2 separate regions of the Mus musculus genome follow, and region 1 is linked to region 2. A link is a contact called in public HiChIP or PLAC-seq data. All regions are on one chromosome and are shown on one strand. Each heading gives the region's core, a stretch centred on a gene start, on an enhancer-like site or on the middle of the called end of the contact. The rest is flanking DNA. Distances are from core to core; before and after follow the strand shown.

What was found. HiChIP or PLAC-seq counts read pairs in DNA pulled down with a chosen protein or histone mark.
Region 1: an H3K4me3 HiChIP or PLAC-seq map of forebrain shows a contact between it and region 2, with 4 times the contacts expected there. The contact joins the enhancer-like site here to the promoter of Kcnn3 in region 2. A contact is called at or near these places in 10 of 39 promoter capture datasets (the 3T3-L1 cell line, the HPC-7 cell line, embryonic stem cells and 6 more), 1 of 15 datasets of contacts at CTCF or cohesin (stem cell-derived epiblast-like cells), 11 of 484 Hi-C or Micro-C datasets (bone marrow, bone marrow-derived macrophages, cerebral cortex and 5 more), 13 of 115 datasets of contacts at active chromatin or transcription factors (bone marrow-derived macrophages, embryonic basal ganglia, embryonic forebrain and 8 more) and 3 of 9 other capture datasets (adipose tissue, liver and pancreatic islet).

The regions. Positions count from the first base shown.
Region 1 is chr3:89,651,764-89,657,806 of GRCm38.p6, forward strand. Kcnn3 (potassium intermediate/small conductance calcium-activated channel, subfamily N, member 3) reads left to right here. Exons shown (of 8, transcript NM_080466.2): 5 at 255-365. Among named protein-coding and RNA genes, the nearest start is that of Adar, 76 kb to the right of the region's middle. Within about 2 kb of position 1,543, at least 27 of the 459 cell types and tissues checked have an H3K27ac peak or open chromatin away from gene starts, as enhancers often do. A contact at or near this core is called in cerebral cortex, cortical neurons, forebrain and 2 more, where this site is marked.
Region 2 is chr3:89,518,518-89,523,818 of GRCm38.p6, forward strand. It overlaps Kcnn3 (potassium intermediate/small conductance calcium-activated channel, subfamily N, member 3), which reads left to right and starts at 1,647. Exons shown (of 8, transcript NM_080466.2): 1 at 1,647-2,887. The coding sequence starts at 1,952.

The sequences.
Region 1 (6,043 bases), core at 293-2,792, 130 kb after region 2:
AACTTGAAGAATCAACTCCCACAGGTCAGCCAGGGTCACAAGGCAAGAAGCATTGCAGACCCCCTCTTTCATGGGGCTATTGGGGCGCAAGCAGGTTTTGACAAGCTTTATGGCATGTCTTGACCAATTAGAGACTCAAAGTCTTATACCATTCCCTTGAAATGCCAACACTAAGCCTGGGGCACACCAAGTCTTGTGTTTTACCTCCTAACTGTGTGTTTTCTCTCCTGGGACCCTCTGACGTCCTCTGGCAGGGTGCAGGCTGCACTGCCCTTGTGGTAGCTGTGGTTGCCCGAAAGCTCGAACTCACCAAAGCAGAGAAGCATGTGCACAACTTCATGATGGACACTCAGCTCACCAAACGGGTAAGCCACCTCACACCCATGCCTTCATGCAGGTCCACAGCCGAAGTGGGAGCTGATCAGAAAAAGATCAGACACCGGGTGTGGCTTAGCAATGCTCCTTTGAGTGCAGGTTAGGAGCATGCAGCTCAGGCGCACAGCCCCTACTGATGCACTACCCAATGCCCCTACTGAGTGCATGAATCTCAACAAACCAGGTGAGTCACCACATGCTTCCAGCAACCAGATAATTTTCCTGATAATTAGATCAATAGCACACAGTGATAGAAGCCGTCTCGCCTCCCTGCCTGATGGGGTCAAATCAACCACACAGGATGATGCTATATTTTTGACTATGCTCAAATATTTTCATGATTCTCATTAAGGCCAGTAGAGAGCCTTAAAATTATACTGGAGTTGTACCTAAATCCAATCCCTTTAAAAAGTCATTTAAAGAGATTATTCCAGTAGAGCCCACATTCCCAAATATTGTTGCTCACCAAAACGCCACCATCCGTTTTCCCCTTTTGGGCTGTCTGGATAATGGCTCTCACTTGCATCCTTATGAACTCAGCTTAGGAAGAGGATAAACTCAAAGTGCAGGGATGGGGTGATTAGCTGCTGCTCAGATTCCCCCACTGAATTGTCAGAGAGAAGGAAGCTCATTTCAGCCAGGCACAGTGATCCCAGAACGCAAAAGGCTAAAGCAGGAGGATTGCCATAAATATGAAGCCAGCCTGGGCCATCTAGCAACTCCTGTCTTTAAAAAAAAAATTAATAAGCTCCTCTAAGAACAGAAAAGAATAAGGCTTCCAGGACAACAACAGGCCCAACAAACTAGGTAGGAGCTATTTCTTTAAGGACGGTTTTCAAGCGAGACTCTGGAAACAAATGGGAGCCTGAAGGAAGGTCAGATGTATGCCCTCCTGGGTGGCTGATCTTCTCTAGAGGAAGAACCAGGACTCTGGGCGCTAACTGGGCATTGATCCCCAGAGAAACGCTTCAAGGTGACATGAATCTACCAGCAAACCCCACAGTCTTAGTTGGGGATTTGAGTACTAGAGAAACTCTTCTGTGATTAACGTTTCAAAGCCATAAAAAATGTGTTAGAAATAGAGACAGGCGGGAAGACAGAACAAAAAGAGACTGGGAAGGAGCAGGCGGGCCCTCGGGGAAGCCAGCACAGAGTTTGCGGTTGCCAAGGCCTCTCAGCGCCTCAGCAGAATTATTTATGGCGTTTGATTGTTGGGTCTTTGATTGGGGGTTTCTTTAAAGAGCTGCCACAGATATAAAAAAGGAACCTGTACAAGCAAATCTTGACATATCATTGGCATACAGACCACAAGGAGCATCATGGCCCCGAGCCACCAGCCAAACAAAAGAAAACAGAGCTCAGGCATGACAGTATGTGACACTGTCACCCTGCAGCAACCATACCAAATGCTAGGAGGACAGCCTCAGCCTCAGCCTCAGCCTCAGCCTCAGCCTCAACCTCCTCTCTAAGCCAGCCTCAGTCAGCCTCAGCATGGAGGGGAAGGCTAGGGTATGGGCAGTCGAAAATGCAAGTGTCATCCGGAGTCTACTCAGCTCACTGCTTTGAAACCCCACGGGCAAGGGGAGAGGGGTTTGTCTCCCAGATCTTTTCTGAGGCTGTTTGCCAAGAACAGAAACAGTAACATTCCCTGTTTGCTCCCGTGGCGTTTTAGAGCCAAGAGTATACTTTGTATTTTCTTTCTATTCCTTTGTCCTACCCCTTTTCCACCCAGTAAATCAGATACAAGAGGAAAATAAAATGAGGAAAGCCCGCTCTCTCAGGGGCTAGGGAAATTAGCACACACACACACATACCCCGCACTATAATTGTAGAAGGAGATGAGGTTGTGGTTGTTAATTTCAATCTTTCAAAAATAATTCACTAAAATCCTCTTCAAGGCCACTTACTTTTGGAGGAATAGGGCTGAAAATCAAATCCATGGATATTTATTGCTTGCCTGTGATGTGAGGTGCCTACTTAATTCAATAACATCTCACTTTTCTCCGAACACTCAAATCTGCTGAAATGTCCCGGTAATATCTTATATCTTTTCCCAGGGAAATAAACACAAAAGGAATGATTCTCACAGAGGGAGATTGACAGCTGGCATGACAGAAATGTTACAAAGGACCTTCTGGGCATCCTTGTCTGAACTGAAGCTGGCTCCGACCTCTGTGACCACTAGGGAAGCCTGTTCTTTGCCCTTTCCATATAGCCCATGCATCCAGTTAAGGTGACTCACAGGTCAAAGGCTGTTCCCAAGACTCCAGTGAATTCTCAGAGCAGGGTCCAGCGTGGAAGGAGTTGGTAGTAGACGATTAGTGGCTTCCCTGATGAAAGCAGATCCTTGCAAGAACAGGCAATATTAATCCCTTGAATATCTAAGCAGAAAGAAAACATGAATTGTAGTCTGTGAATCACACAAATGGGAGTCATTCTGACATTAATTCATCCGGCCTGTCTAGCTTCCACCCAGTCCTTCCAGGTAGCACCGGCTGTTGGCTTGTGTTTACTTGTGGAGAACGGAGGCAGCCTGGTAGCAATGGAAATGGACTCCTGACTTTCCCAAACTCCTGGCATGTCTCCTTTCACCTGAATAACTTGTCAACCTTGGTGGCAACGTCACTTCTGTACTTGGTGGGATCACAGCTTCCCACACTGACTTCGCAGTCACTGCCACTGTTAATCTATAATTATAACTTATTGCCAGCCCTGGACTACTCAATAATGTCTAAGGAAGTGACACATAGCAACGCTGTGCATGATCGAGAGATGACCCGTGTATCCCACCGACTCCCCACTCAGACCTGTGGTAGGCTCTCCAATCAATTTGATAAGTGTGTGCTGTTGGCTGGGGTGGCCTCTCTCTCCTTGCAGAAGGGTTCCTCGACCCCATGATCTCATCGAACCACATTTCCCATGAAGTCAGTGCATAAAGCCAAACCCAGCAGCCCTGAACTACTTTAGGCTCCTGACTCTCCAGGGCTGCTTACATACGTCACTGTCCCTTCACAGTCCAGGCCCAAAGACAGTGCCAGTTCAAGCTAGTCTGTACCTAGCAGTGCTCAGGGCCCCGCCCCTCACTCAGTTGTTTACATGTGATGATCTCTCCAAGGCTCCTCCTGCCCCATCCTTAAAGCACCCTCCACCTGGGTTTTCTTGCCATAGACCTAATTATCCTGCATCTGCTCGTGGTCTTCCCAGTCATCCCTTTTCATCCCCCTAGACCTGATTCCACCCTGAACATACACATTCAAAAAACCTCAGGCAGCCCGAGAACCTACTGAACAGTCCTAAATAAAACCTGAACTCTTAGAAAATGTCAAAGGCTTGAGGGAAAATGTTTCCAGCAGGCTTATTCAAAGACTTAATCTTAGCAGGGGTGTTTTATAGGGGACATAATGGCAGTGGCTGTTATGCAGACATGGAAGGCTGGCTAAGGACCTCTAGGTGGATGGCCCATGGCTGGCATGGCTCATGAGTAGGTCCCCAGAAGAAGCGTTTCATTAGGTAATCAAGCATGCCAGGACTAGATATGCTAATTCTCCCAGAAAAGGATTGCAAATGACATTCCCCACAAAGGCTGTGACCCAGAGAGACTGGGCACAGTGTTTCTTTCCCCCACAATAATAGAAAAGCATAGAAACAAACAGGAAAGATCCTGGGGATGAGCTGGTCCAAACCAGATATGAATACTCAAGTCCAGAGAGGGGGAGGGGGTGGATGCCCAACACGTGCACCTAGTTGGTGCCTGTGGAGGATCTGGTTTGCACACAGGAAGCATTAGCACCCCAGTCACTACCCAGCATGGTTAGTTCCTTGAGCTTTGCATGATGGTTAAGGTCCCAGGCCTGCAAGACGAAAGAGCCAGCTTGACTCCAATAGCCCAGTGTTACATCAATAGCACGGTGAGTAACCTGCCATTCATCACCGAGTTGCTATGGATAGAGCTCAAACTCCAACCCTGAACCACAGACTACATCTCCTTTCTGCTCCTCTCCCCATTCCAAAGTCCTGACAAGAATGTTGATGAAGCAAGCCCCTTGCAGGTGAGGCAGTGAGCGTGGGTTATGATGGAGGAAGGAAGAGGGGAGGCAAAGCAGGTCGATGAGAGAGGGTCTTAGGAAATTGTCCCTGGAGGAAAATGAGGAGAGAATGGCTGGCAGGAGGGGAGGGCGCACTGCTGTTTACAACAGACACCTCCAACCAAGCTCTGGAGACAGGCTGCCTCCATTCACGGTCTCCCTCCATGATGTTCCTCATCCCTGCTCATTGGACTCCACCTATTGACTGTTGAGATGGTGACTCATGGCTGCCAGGCTGCTCTGGATTCCCTCTTTGCCCTCTCCAACCAAGAAGGACACTGCTCCCTCGGCGGAGAGGTGGCCAGAGCAGCCTGTCGCATGGGATGCTGTGGTCAAGAATGCAGGGAACAGACACGTGTCCTTCTGCATACTTTCTTCTCTCGGGGAGGCTAGGGCCATGAGAAGAAGCTGACATGAATTGGAAAAGTGCTATCAATAACTTTTCGTAGGTCTACGAGATGGCTCGGTGGGAAAAGGCTCTTCCCGCCAAGCCTGTTGACCTAAGTGTAATGAGCCCTGGGACCCACATGGAAGAAGGAAAGAATTGACTCTTGAACGGTATCCTCTAACTTCTACCCATACACTGGGATGCATATACCATCCCATAATAAACAGATAAATGTAATGAGAAATATATGTTTACAAAAACAACACCAAAGTAACTGTGCCTTGAAACACACCATGGGTGGTAAATAGAATGCTGAACAGTCTACCTGTGCTCTCATCTAATCAACACAGAAGCCCGTCTCCAAGATGAATGACACTTGCAAGACCCTAACCCTCTGCCTGCTCTAATTTTCTTTGAAGCTCTTAGAATCTGATACTGTGGTTTTTAACTTCGTACTTTCTCACCCAAAGATTACAAATTCTGTGACAGCAGCAATGGCATCGGTTCACCAAGAGTGGTAGCATGCACTGTAATCCCCAAAAGCTGCCACAGAAGGATTTTGTGTTTGAAGTCAATCTGGGCTAATAGTGAGTTCAAGGTTGGTCTAGACAACAGAGTGAGACCAGGTTTTTTTGTTTTTAAAGATAACATTATTGATTTGTTGAACTCTGTCCTCTCCCTTTCTAGAACAGTGTCTGGCTCATCATAGGTCCTCGTTAGTATTTATTAACTATCCTTCAAATGGAGAGAGGACGAGAGTCTCAGGTAGCTCAGCAATAGATCCATGGAGGATCCACCCACTTACCACCTTTACCTGGAGGTTAATCCATGAAACGATGCAGACAGTCGTGCTCTGCAAAGCTTGGCACAGCAGTTAACTCACAGTTATTTGGGAGATTTTCCTCAGACTTGGTTCTTCCCTAGTCCCACTAATGTGCAGAGTCTGTCCTTCCTAGCCAGGAAAGGTAGTGTGCTTGTTTAATCCCAGTGCTCAGAAGGCAGAGGCAGGTGGATCTCTGTGAGTTTGAGGTCAACCTGGTCTACATATCAAGATCCAGAACTTCCATGATTGTGTGGTAAGACTCTGTCTCAAAACAAAACAGTCTCATTGTATATAGTATAAGGTATATGGTATATGGCATATGGTATAAGGTATAAAGTATTTAATATATGGTATATAGTATGTAGTATATGG
Region 2 (5,301 bases), core at 397-2,896:
CATTGATAGCAATCTTGTGCAAGATTGATTGTCATTATCAGGTAGCTGAGGGTGTGGTTTATGGTGCAAGCAGTTTACTCTCAGTCTTCATAGCAGCTTGCAGAGGCGAGGACTGGTATGCAGAGGGCACTCAGCTCATTGGTGGGAACTCTACCATGCTCCCTGGCATGGCGATTTGATGCTTGCTATTCAGGGGGAAAGCTCTGGAAGCATGATGGGTGTGTGTGAGCAAGTGTGTGCTCATACCTGTACACGGGTGTGACCACACACATGCATCTGGATATGTGTACTTCCACACTTATCTAGGGGAGACACTAGACAGAGGCCTGAGGATGGTGGGGAGCTGGGAAGTGGATAGGAAGATGCTCCCTCTTAGAGCCCAGGTGTGCCTAGAGGAATTCATAGCACTCCCCCCCCCAATTGCTAAGGCTGTCCCAATTAAAAATGGAAATAAATTCATCTCTGGTCTTGTCCCCTTGGAGAGTCTTCTGCACACAGTGGGAGTCTAATAAATACTTTATGAGGAGGAGTCTGAACCAGGGAAGCCAGCAGCTGTTTCCAGCTCTGACTCTCAGAGACCCATGGGGCAGATCAGACATGGAGCCACTGGGATTTCCAGTCGTCCTCATCGACCCTGAGGTGACTCCAGACCCAGCTGTTCTGGAAGAGGCTGGATCCAGGTTACTAAAACATCCTGCTTTGGGGAAGTTGGCTCTTCCTTGACAGATTCTCTTTGGCCCTTTCCCATCCATCATGTGGATACTATTTATTGAACAGCCACTGTGTGTTGATCATCATGGGGGGGGGGGAGCATCTAGGCAGCGGAAGAAGAGTGGTGGACTCAGGCTGATCTCTGCTCAAATCCTAGTGCCTTTAATTACAAGCTGGGTGACAAGAGCCATATTTCTTATCTGCGTGTGAGTGGGCTTCTTTTCTTTCCTTTTTCCTTCTTTTATTTCTTTTTTTAGGATGATGACGTCACTTCATAGGGTTGATGTGAGGATTGGAAATAACAGAGGCTCCTGTACACAGCGCAGGTGCTCTGACAGTGGTAGGTAGGTGAGCTTCTCCCTGTCAGGAGTGGGTCCCTTCTGCTTCTGTCAGTTTATGCTCAATGCCTCCCGGTGTTAATTTTCTTTGTAAAATATGAGCACAGTCCCTATCCCCTTGGGCTTTTGGAAGATGTACCTGGAATCCAATGTGTAAAACAACCTGTACAGATACTGGCTATTAATCAACGTTTGTCCTCCGGTCCCGGTTTCCCCAGCATGGTGACAGCTTCCCCTTTAGGGTGCTCTCGATCCCTTCCTTTCATCGCCCCAGCGCCAACATTCAGCCGGGATTGCTGTGGGCATCAGTATCCTGACCGTACCTTTCAGAGGAAAGAAGGCAGGTGCTCAGCTTGCGGGTGGAGTGTGGAGGGGTTGGAGTGGTAGTGGTCTTGGAGCAAAAACTACAGTTCCCAGCCCTCGTTGCGCTGCCACCCGGCGAGGAGCGAAGGATGGCAGGCCCCTTCTTGGAGGCGGAGCCTGAGAGGGAGGCGGAGTTTGGAGGGGTTGGAGAGTTAAGCCAAGCCAATGAAACCGCTGGCTAATAAGTGGGCTTGGCTTGCCATATAACAGTGTCAGGAGGAGGAGAGCGAAGCTATTGAGCCAGCGAGGAGTGAAGCTGAGTCTGCTTCATACACTCCTAGAGGACCGCCTTCAGAATAGAGTTCTTTTCGCCCCTTCCTCCTTCCCCCGGCTCCTCTCCTGGCTTTTCTACCCGCCCAATACAATGCATACTCGAGTGGCAGCCCCAGAGAACTGAAGCAAACCAAAGAGAGAGGACTGGAGCCAAGACACTTCTGGTGGGGAATCTTGGATGCCTGGCTTTCTTTGAGGTCATCTTTGGAACGAGGGTGGCTTTGGGGTGGAGGGTCGTGCTGCAGGGAACTCAGCCAGGCCCCAAGATGGACACTTCTGGGCACTTCCATGACTCGGGGGTGGGGGACCTGGATGAAGACCCCAAGTGTCCCTGTCCATCTTCTGGGGACGAGCAACAGCAGCAGCAGCAACCGCCACCACCGCCAGCGCCACCAGCAGTCCCCCAGCAGCCTCCGGGACCCTTGCTGCAGCCTCAGCCTCCGCAGCCTCAGCAGCAACAGTCGCAGCAGCAGCAGCAGCAGCAGTCGCAGCAGCAGCAGCAGCAGGCTCCACTGCACCCCCTGCCTCAGCTTGCCCAACTCCAGAGCCAGCTTGTCCATCCTGGTCTGTTGCACTCTTCTCCCACGGCGTTCAGGGCCCCCACTTCAGCCAACTCTACCGCCATCCTCCACCCTTCCTCCAGGCAAGGCAGCCAGCTAAATCTCAATGACCACTTGCTTGGCCACTCTCCAAGTTCCACAGCCACAAGTGGGCCCGGTGGAGGCAGCCGGCACCGGCAGGCCAGCCCCCTGGTGCACCGGCGGGACAGCAATCCCTTCACGGAGATAGCTATGAGCTCCTGCAAATACAGCGGTGGGGTCATGAAGCCCCTCAGCCGCCTCAGCGCCTCTCGGAGAAACCTTATCGAGGCTGAGCCTGAGGGCCAACCCCTCCAGCTCTTCAGTCCCAGCAACCCCCCAGAGATTATCATCTCCTCCAGGGAGGATAACCATGCCCACCAGACTCTGCTCCATCACCCCAACGCTACCCACAACCACCAGCATGCCGGCACCACGGCCGGCAGCACCACCTTCCCCAAAGCCAACAAGCGGAAAAACCAAAACATTGGCTATAAGCTGGGACACAGGAGGGCCCTGTTTGAAAAGAGAAAGCGACTGAGTGACTATGCTCTGATTTTTGGGATGTTTGGAATTGTTGTTATGGTGATAGAGACCGAACTGTCTTGGGGTTTGTACTCAAAGGTAGGGACTGTGGTTTCTCTTTATACATTCAACAAAAGGAGTATGTAGACGAGAGAGAGAGAGAGAGAGAGAGAGAGAGAGAGAGAGAGAGAGAGATTGATTTTGAGAGATTTCCTAACTTCCCATGTTTTTCTTCCATGGTCCTGTGAGAATTCCTTTCTTGCTTCCCTTTGTGGGGACATCCCCACACACTGTGTCTAATGTGCAGACTCTGTGTTTGGGAGGATTAAAGAATCCCTTCTGAGAAATCGCTCTTTTCCTCCGGGCTCACGCGTACTAAAGCATAACCCAGCAGCTTAACGCACCAATTAATTACACTCTGCCTTGATGTGTTTGCCAGTTCCTGCTACTTCCCTCCTCGCCTCCCCTCCCTGCTCCACTCCATTCCCCCCCCCCCATAAAAAAGAAATAAATGTCTGGGTGGGGGTGGGGATCCTGTACCGTTCCCCAGCTCCCCCCCCCCTTCCCAAGTTTCTATTTCCCTTCTCTTCCCAGAGAGACTCCAGGGTAAAATGGAGATGTTCCCGAGTCTCTCCCAAGGGCACCGGGTTAAAAATATAGGTGGAGGAAATCAGCAGTCTCTTCCCTCAGGAAAGAGGACTCAGAATAAACCTGCCGCTGCCTTGTAAACATGCCCTGATAAAAATGGCTACAGGTGTTACCCAGGCAGAGCATGGGCACCGCCTTGCCATCACTCGGGGAACGGGGAGCGCCTCTCCTTAGGATGGGATGACAGGGCTTCCCCAGCGGGTCACCGCGGAGTCGGCACCCCAGCTTAGCCCTGGTTCTTCCCTCCCACCCTAACTCCTTCTCCTTGGGATAAATAAAGATGAGTGTACGTGTGTGTGCACGCTGGATGGAGAACGGCAGGCACAAGGCACTGTCTTGGGGGTGGGGTGGGGTGGGGGACGCTCCATTGCTCTATCCTTTCAGTTGGAGGAGAGAGCTTCCTTCCCAGAGGGGAAGGAGGTCGAGGAAGGTGGGTTTTTGTCAATGCTGCATTTGCCAGGAAGCTGCATGCCAGAAGGCTTGGAGGTGCAGGGAATTGTTGGGCAAACGGTTTCCCCTACTGTACCACTTGGTCCCAGTTTGCTGGTGTTTGCATGTGTATATGTGTACTCGTGTGAGTGCCTGCTTGTTCTGTGTATTTGTGTATTTGTTTGTCATTTTGGACAAGGGGTGGCTGGGCTGGCTGGCGGGTAGCTGGGAGGGGCTCAGCTGTTGGAGGTTTCAAATAGAGCCTGTTTCAGGCAGCGCACAGCTGCTGGAGACTGTCACATTCCTTGTAGAGATCTAGTCACAAAAACCTGGGAGGTGCTGATCAGATTTCCCCCATTCCCAGAGTCTCCCTTTAACCTGATGTGGGCAGTGCTCCTTGTCAGGCAACCTGCATGGACAGAGCCCAGACTTCCCAGCAGAGAGTCCTCCAGGGACCTGCTGCTTTGCAGGGACTGCCCAAGCCAGAGCACTTGGAAGCTGCCTCAGTCTAAATAGCTCCTGGATGAACAGACCTCTCCATGAGCAGAGTGGGGTTTCCCCTGGAAGCCCAGCTCACTTAGTCATTCCCTGTAATGAGAGCCTGGGAGGCTGCAGGTCCCTCTGTTCCCTGCCTTCTTAGAGCTGCCTCTCTTGCTGTGTGCTCTGCTTAGGAGATGGGCTGGCAACCCCCCCCTGGGAATTAGGAACACTTGTTAGGGGGAATCCGTGGAAGCCCACATCCCGGAGGTGTGGCATGGTGCTAGCATGTTCTTTTCAGTGGCCCCCATGGCGGCTGTTAAGGAAATGGCTTTTCTAGGAGTCAGTGGCTGTGTCCGGCTCTGAGTGTGGGATCCATGATCATTTGTCTGAATGTGTTTTGGGGGTAGGGTGTCACCGGGCAGGGACGACTATCTTCTCTGATGGAGAGAGGTTTTCCCGGGCCGGGAGGCTGTAAGTGTTGACTGGGTGATATCACCCAAGGTGTGTGCTTCCTCCACTCCTAAGTCGTTGATTCTCTGGTGGCGATGGTACTGAGGGACAGTGACCAGGAAGCTCCTGCGTGCCTCAGTCAGTGAGGTGACCACTTCCTGTGTACCTCGGGGATGGGATTGAAACAACAAAATGTTTATTTAGTGAGGCAAATGTCCCTATCTACCTCGGAGGCAAAGAGGGTCATATCAAAGAATAGGACCAAATCAGGAGTTACAGCTCTGTCACTGCTGGCTGTGTGATTCTTGGAAGTCAGGATACCCTGCAAGGCTGCTTCCAGCTTTCTGGTGGGGAGACTGAGTCAGATGAGGTCAAGGCCCACCAGAGCACCTGCTCATGTAAGAGGGGTCGGCTGTGGCTGTCTGTGATGACTGAGGAGAGAGACACCTTCTTTCTCTGTGATTAGATGGAAAGTAAGACGCAAGGACAGAGGAGAAAGTTCTACA